2 separate regions of the Mus musculus genome follow, and region 1 is linked to region 2. The links are chromatin contacts, called in public promoter capture Hi-C maps. All regions are on one chromosome and are shown on one strand. The core of a region is the stretch at or near the end of the contact, and the rest is flanking DNA. Distances in the headings are between cores, read along the strand shown. Region 1 overlaps C7 (complement component 7). Region 2 holds the start of BC037032 (cDNA Sequence BC037032).

Evidence for each region. Promoter capture Hi-C pulls out the DNA fragments that hold promoters and counts their contacts.
Region 1: a promoter capture Hi-C map of embryonic stem cells shows a contact between it and region 2, with 5 times the contacts expected there. The contact joins the enhancer-like site here to the promoter of BC037032 in region 2. A contact is called at or near these places in 6 of 39 promoter capture datasets (cranial neural crest, embryonic stem cells, hippocampal neurons and 2 more) and 2 of 115 datasets of contacts at active chromatin or transcription factors (both in embryonic stem cells).

Annotation. Positions count from the first base shown.
Region 1 is chr15:5,022,720-5,026,249 of GRCm38.p6, forward strand. The region is part of intron 8 of C7 (complement component 7); the gene reads right to left. Among named protein-coding and RNA genes, the nearest start is that of Gm25652, 11 kb to the right of the region's middle. Within about 2 kb of position 1,307, at least 11 of the 459 cell types and tissues checked have an H3K27ac peak or open chromatin away from gene starts, as enhancers often do. A contact at or near this core is called in embryonic stem cells, where this site is marked.
Region 2 is chr15:4,025,252-4,028,764 of GRCm38.p6, forward strand. BC037032 (cDNA Sequence BC037032) reads right to left here and starts at 2,155. Exons shown (of 2, transcript NR_028266.1): 1 at 768-2,155. It overlaps Oxct1 (3-oxoacid CoA transferase 1), which reads left to right and starts at 1,177. Exons shown (of 17, transcript NM_024188.6): 1 at 1,177-1,598. The coding sequence starts at 1,521.

The DNA.
Region 1 (3,530 bases), core at 57-2,556, 1.0 Mb after region 2:
CAAGTGTTTAGTTTCTGTGTTCATTAAAAACCTTCTTAGGTGTATAGCCAGGAGTAGCTTCCAGCTGCTGTGGTCCTTTGTTAAGACTAACAAAATACTCAGTTTCAAGAGCTCTCTCAGGGCAACATTCAGGATAGTTGGATTTTCTTATTTTTCTCCTATTAGCTTTGGCCGAAGAGAGGGTGGGGACAGGGCATCATCCCAAGTGTCACATAAAGGAGTAGCAGAAACTAAATACTTCAAAGAGATGTCTTTTATCCACTCATGGTCAGCTTCTTAAAAATAAAACAAATAGATGAACACAAGAGTATGGTTGCTTCCTACTCACTGGAGATTCTAAAAGCTGAACTATACAAATTAATTCCTAAACTCTTGGCCCAACTTACTTGACCTCTCTGTTAATATCTATGGTTCCTAATGATAGGAATTGGAAGCAAGACAGCCCTCCTTTGTATGCAGTTTGGTTGGGGATTACAAGCCTAAAGAAAATAAGATTTCTACATGCCCTGATGGAACAGGTCAAGAGTCAGCTCCAAGAGTGTTAAGGATTGACAATGAACTCTTCCTAAGCGTTGAGCTCAGGAACTAAAACCAGAAAACCCTGATGCATCAATAATCTATCCATGTGTTGATGCATATGAAGGCTGCTTTCATATTTTGGTATTGTAAAGGCTAAGTATATAGCACAACAGTAGAGCCTATGAGTCAGTGACTAGTGAAACCAGAAAGGTTATCAATAAATTGTTCATTTGATTATCCTTAAGAAATATTGTCTGATCTTGACAATAAATTCTGGAGAACATAAGGAAAAAAGAACCCTGCTCATTACTGGTGGGAATGTAGACTGGTATAGTCACAATTGAAGTCAAGATTCTACCACTCCTGGTACTCCTATATTGTAACCTCCCCCAAGTCTGGAGCAGGCTGAGCCAGACCTTGACCTTGCTGCCACTAAGGAGATTACCTAGGGTGGAGCCTTCCTCCCTAGATCACTCTATTGTTCAGCCACTGCCACTGTTCTTCAAGATACTGCTACCTGCTGGGAGGTCACTGAGCTATTCCATAGACTACACCCTATCCTGCACGTCATCACCTGCAGCTGGTTCCAAGCTCCAAGGATGAATTGGTGGGAATGGGCCTCCCCCCTACCCCCTTTATAAGCGCATTTGCCATTAAACATTTGAGCTTTGATCAGGAAACTTGACTTAGCTCCATTTTTCTCTTGTCTGCCTAGTTTCCCTCTCTTTCAGCTCCGGCCTGCCTCTCAGGTGTACCCTATCCATGTGTGCCATTGGCGGCTCGCAACAATCTGGCGCCCTGACCGTGACCTGAGGAAGGTCAGGAAGACACTGAAGGAACGCTGTTTTGTGTGGAGCTCCAGGGGAAGAAAAAGAATCAGGAAATTCGTATTGGGGCAAGGTGAAGCAACAGGTAAAGTGTTGCTGGAGGTGCGGAAAAATACGGGCTAAGATTGGAATCAGTGCTAACCCAACGCTGGATTCACTTAGGTCAGCAGCGAGTTATCGGAAACTAGGAACTGATCAGGCGGTTGTCCGCAGTTTTCAAAAACCTGCTTTAGGCAAGAGGAAAAAGGGTTTAAATTAAACAATCAGGCGGATGTCCGCAGTCAGGAGCTGCATCAGGCGGCAGAAACAGGGTTTGTAATAATAAAATAATATAGAGGAAAATGGATTTTGAAACTCTCCCACAGGCAGAGAAAATTTTCGGGGGACACACTGCCTTTTTCTCTCCGGCCCTTACAGCAGAAATTCGCTGCCCTCTTTGTGTTGTCTAACGCCTAGTCTAATGTCTGGTGCACCGGTCTGTTCACATGTTCAATTCATGTGGGTTCATATCTAATTGTCTGAATGACTGAATGTTCTGTGTTTCATGTTGGAAAATAAAGATGGCTAAAACTTTATCTGATGGCTCAGCAAGAGAGTGGCCACACACTTTAGCCAGGATCAGGCACAGCAGGGGAGCCACTGCTGGAAACAAGGTGCTTTTTTAATCTTATAATTATAGCTAGAAATTTTTGAAATTCTTTGATTGGTCTAAATTTATTAGACTCGTGTAGCCTCTTCATTTGGCTTTTTAATGGTCTTAGAGGTGTAATATGCTCTGCGTATCTTCATCACAAGAGTATTAGCTTATAAGTTATTGGGTATGATCAAATAAGTGTAACACTGGTTACTAGAAAGTTAGCTTTAAATTGGTAACCCAGGTTTGGAGTCTTTCAAACACGTGGCATAATGCAGGCCAAAAAAACTAGGCCTCCTAAGGATACTACTAGTTGAGATAATTTTTAATGTGATTCTTATCCTAGAAAGTAGAATTAAAGATAAGATTTAAAGCAATGCCTCTTTAATGAAGCACTGTCATGCAGTCATAGGTATAAACTGGCAGCCAAACGTTGCAACATGATAGTGAAGTTTTGATGTTTATTCTAAGGTGATAAATTGTTTTGAAATTGGGTTTTGCTTTCCCAAGATTGTAGTTATGGTCTAATAGCGCAAAAGAAACTTAAAAATTCTGAAATCTGGCCTCACAACAAGAGGAACTAAGCTCAGAGCAGCCTGTGCAGGGTCTGTGTGACTTTCTTTTGTCTTGCAAAAGGTACCTAAGGAAGCTCTCAAAACTTGCCTCTCCTTGCCTTCAGGGAATATTCCTTTTACCTAAAAGAGCACTGTTGCAGATCTAGCCAGATGTTGTTTTAAATAAAGCTTGAATTCAAAGTTTATAAAATGTCAATTAGACTGTAGAATTTATCAGGACATTGCGATTTGACTTGCCTACTTCATGTAAAGTTATTATAGATTTAAGAGTTTGTTTTTCCCTTTGCATCCAGAAAATTGTAAAGAGCTTGCTTCTAGTGATCTTGTAATCACTGGAAAATTTTGCCTCTATGTATAGCTCATATAGCCTTACCTCATGTAAGAAAAATTCTTAGCACATCTGCTTCAATACAAGAAGCTAAGAGTTTGACTCTTTCAGTGTATATTGTTTCCTAAGTGAAAAGTATTTTATTAGCTAATACTTTTAAGGGGAAGTTTACTTTAAAACCTTGCTCTCACACAAGGAGCTTTTAAGTTCTGGGGAGTAGCTGTTGTTCCAGAAATTATTCAGAGGCAATATCTTTTTAATACTTAGGGTTTTAGTTATACTATAATATTGTGGTATAGAAAATCTAGAACAAAAAATTGATTTGCTTCAAAATTTTATTTTCAAAAGCTTCCAGGAGATGTTAATTGACTAAGACCTCACCTTAAGCTCACCACAGGAGAACTTAAGCTTTTGTTAGGTGCTATTAAATGAGACACAAATTAATTGGCAAAGAACAAAAGGCTTTGTAGAAAATAAAGCTTTTATAATTGTTATCAATTATAATCAATGGTAATTAAATATTAGCTGTGCCCACAGCAATTCTTTGGCATGAGAAAACATTATGGTAAAATCATTTTTCCTCACCTCCCAGCCGACCGTTGGCCCACATGGAGCCGGCCGGCTGCTGGCTTCTGCGCGGCGGGGCC
Region 2 (3,513 bases), core at 905-3,404:
TTTGGCGCACATACACAGGCATGCACTCGCTGCAGTGCATGTGAGGTCGGAGGAGGACTTGGCTGGAGTTGGTTCTTCCCTGCTACCATGTGGGTCCCAGGGATCAAACTGAGGTCACTAAGCTTGGAGGCAAGTGTCTTTACCATCTCCCCAGGCCAGTAGACAGGTTTTAATTAAACAGGACTGTTCATCCTTCATTGTATCGGCATACTTTTTAAGGAAGTTAAAGAGTCATTTACTGTTGTCATGGGTTTTGCATCACTTCAAATTTAAACTGTTCTTCCAGGACTCGATGGGCTTTTAATCCAATAAAAGGATTTCCCGGGCTTCCAAGTGGTCTTTTAAACTCGGCGGTGAGTGTAGAACGTCCTGAAGAAATGGTTCAGGCCGGTTGGGTGCCAGTCAAAAGATAAGGCTTGAGCCAGGCACAATTGCACATACTCTGGGATAGGCTGCCGCAATAGAAAAAAGTTGGAGGTCAGCCTGAGCCATATATAGAGTTTCAGTGGGACCTAAGAGAGCTAGAGATCCTTCCTCAAACAAAACAGCAAAAAACAAACTCCAAAACGAAAACCTCCAAAACGATGAAGTTAACCCACCACCGAATATTAGCTAAATTTAGTGCCGAGCATTTTTGTGTTCATTGTGTCCCTTGACTGGCTTTTCTCATACAAAACTGCAACAGGAAGAGCATTACAAGGTGAGGGGAATTATACAACATGGACAAGGACGAGGAGGAGAGGAGACAGACACTTCTGTGCTTATACCTGTTCTGTAATTTCTGGAATTGTTGGGACTCCGGTTCCAGGAAAATTCTGGAACACAGAGTAGGATGATGGGGAACAACAGCCCAGTTCTAATCTTGTCCCTCTGTCGGTTAAGCAGGTCATGTCTCATGAGGGTCAGTCAGCACGCTGCTGGGTTTCAGAGGAAACTAAGGGCAAAACCAGACTTGAAGAGAGTTGTGGGTGTTGGGGTTGAGAAATGTTGGAAAGGTGAGCTGTCTAGATCTGGAAGGAGATCTTTATCAGTGACCCTTTGTACCTGTACTCATTCCAGAGGGCGATTTGGAAAAGTAACACGTTCAGTAAGAGACCCTCCAGGCCCTTGGCAACCCGAAACCCTGGTTGATGCCAAGCCTTGCGCGAGGGGAAGGCAGGCTCTAGCGCCCCCTCCAGCCTGAGTGCAGCGCCCGCCGCTGCGGGTGTGCCCGCAGATGAGCTGGAGCCCAGCACCTCCGGCCCCGGCACAACCCGCGGGGCTCGTCCTAGCTGTGCAGCCTTTCCATTCCTAGCCGTGAGCCCCTCCCTGTCTCGCTTCTTGACAAGCCAGCAGGCAGCAAGGGGCGGCACCGCTCTGAGGTCCCGAGGACGTCACTGACGCGCGGTCGAGCCTCCAGCCCGCCCTACCGCTCGCCTTGCCTTCTCTCTTCTTAGCCGGTGACGCCGCCGCGGCCCCGGGCAACCAGCACTCGCACGCACTCCCGCGCGCGCCACCGTCTCCCGCACCCGGGGCCGAAGATGGCGGCTCTCAAACTCCTGTCCTCTGGGCTTCGGCTCGGCGCCTCAGCCCGCAGCTCGCGGGGCGCCCTGCATAAGGTAAATTGAAGGTGCAGGGGGGCAAGAGGAAGGCCACGCGCGGACGAGCTGCGAGCGGCGCGCGCGTTCTTTGCCCTGCCCATCTCCACCGCCTCTGGTCGGGGATCTGGCATCTGCAGCGCCGTGCCCGGGGGTTGGGGGTGGGGGCTTGGAGACGCTCGGGTTTCAGGGTAGCCCCGCCGCCGCTTGTCTGTCTGTCTGTCTGTCTGTCTGTCTTTGCTTCTCCATCCACTTCCCCGCTGTGCTTGCAGCGGTGGAGAAGCGGTCGAGGCTCTGTGTACCAAAGCCACGCAGCAACGCCTTAGAGACAGACTGTCGGCGTCCAGGGACTCGCGTCCCCATCTCCCGCCACTCCTACAGACTCCAGGCTCCAGGCCGACGCCCTTGGGAAGGGGGTCCCCGGGGCCGTCGCCCTAGGTAAGGGCCGGTTGGAGGAGAGGAGCGGAGAAGGGCGGCGCGCTGAGGCTTGCGCCCCACCTGAGGGAGCTGCTGGCGCCGGCTGAGGCCCAGAACCCCGGGCCGGGTTAACCGCTGCTGGCTCAAGTTCACCGCCAAGTGGGCGGATGCTGTGCGCTGCGGAGGCGGACTGCCGCTCCCCATCCTCCCCTTCCCTATATGGCGGTAGAAAGGGGAACCCGGACTGGAGCTCTTGTCACGGGGCGATTTAGCCTGCCAAGCGTTTGGAAGCAGAAGGAGGGCTGGCGGCGCTCCGCTGCAGTTTGCAAACGCCTCGGTCCTTTATTTTGAATTCCTCTCCGTCCCCTCCGGGTTAGAGACTTGCAATGTTCAAAGACCGTAAAAAAACAAAAATCAAAAACAAAAACAAAAAAACCCAAACACCTTGACCCACAGAATGGTATCCTGAGTCGCCCTCCTAGCAGACTAGCTGGTGGTGGATATTTTTGCTTATACATTGTAGAGGGTCTAGCCTCTAAGCACACATTCGGGTTGGATTTGAGTATGGGACCAAGGAACTGAGTGCTGGAGGAGGGTGGGGAGGAGGGTGGATTCACCTTGGAGTGTTCAGTTTGCTCAGGAGCCTCTTCCCGAACCTGCAAAGTTTTCTTTGAAGAGGTTTCAAATTGCAGTCCTGAACTTAAGAAGAGTGCATCACGCAGGGCATTTACTTGCACTGTGTGCTCTTGAACTCCTTCCCCTGTTGCTCATTTCCTTGCCTTCAATCTCTGAGTGTTGAGAATCTAAAGATGTCATCACAGGACTCCCTCGTGTGCTAGGGAATGGTTCAGAACTGAGTCATTGCGTTGTTAAATTCCTCAAAGGAGGCATTTGGGTAATTGCATGCAAATTTGGATGCACTTAACCACCAGCCAACCTGCTGCAAGTGATGGAGCAGATGCAAAAAACCAGGACACAGGGATGTCCTTGGGCCAAGGTCAAAAACTTTCTTTTGACAGTGCATGTTTGTCTAAGTTTAAATTATTCACCTCTAGTCTACCCCACTTTCAATATAATCATTAAACCATTTCTCAAGCCAGCAAACCTCTAGGTGGATGAGCTGTAATTATGGGTTAGTAAAAAGTTCATGGCCCAGTTCAAAGTTAGGCTTCTCAGGAATGAGGAAAGAAGGTGCAGCTCCTGCTCTCTGGGGTGTTCTGCCCGCTTATGCATTGGTTGGCCTTACTGGCTGCTTGCTTAGCGCGTAAGTCATCCGCCTCTGCTGAATTGTAATACCCCTGTGCTGAATTGTAATACCCCTGTGCTGAATTGTAATACCCCTGTGTTCGTTTCACTGGGACCACGGTATACCTCAGTCCTTTGCCTCCCTCAACACTGCAGACTGCTCTGCCAAGAATACTCATTTTAGTACACACCTGAGAGAACCTGGTGGATACCTTCAGTAACCTTGAATACTTTCTGGCTAAATGTAGCCAACAGGTAAACTGAGATAGATATT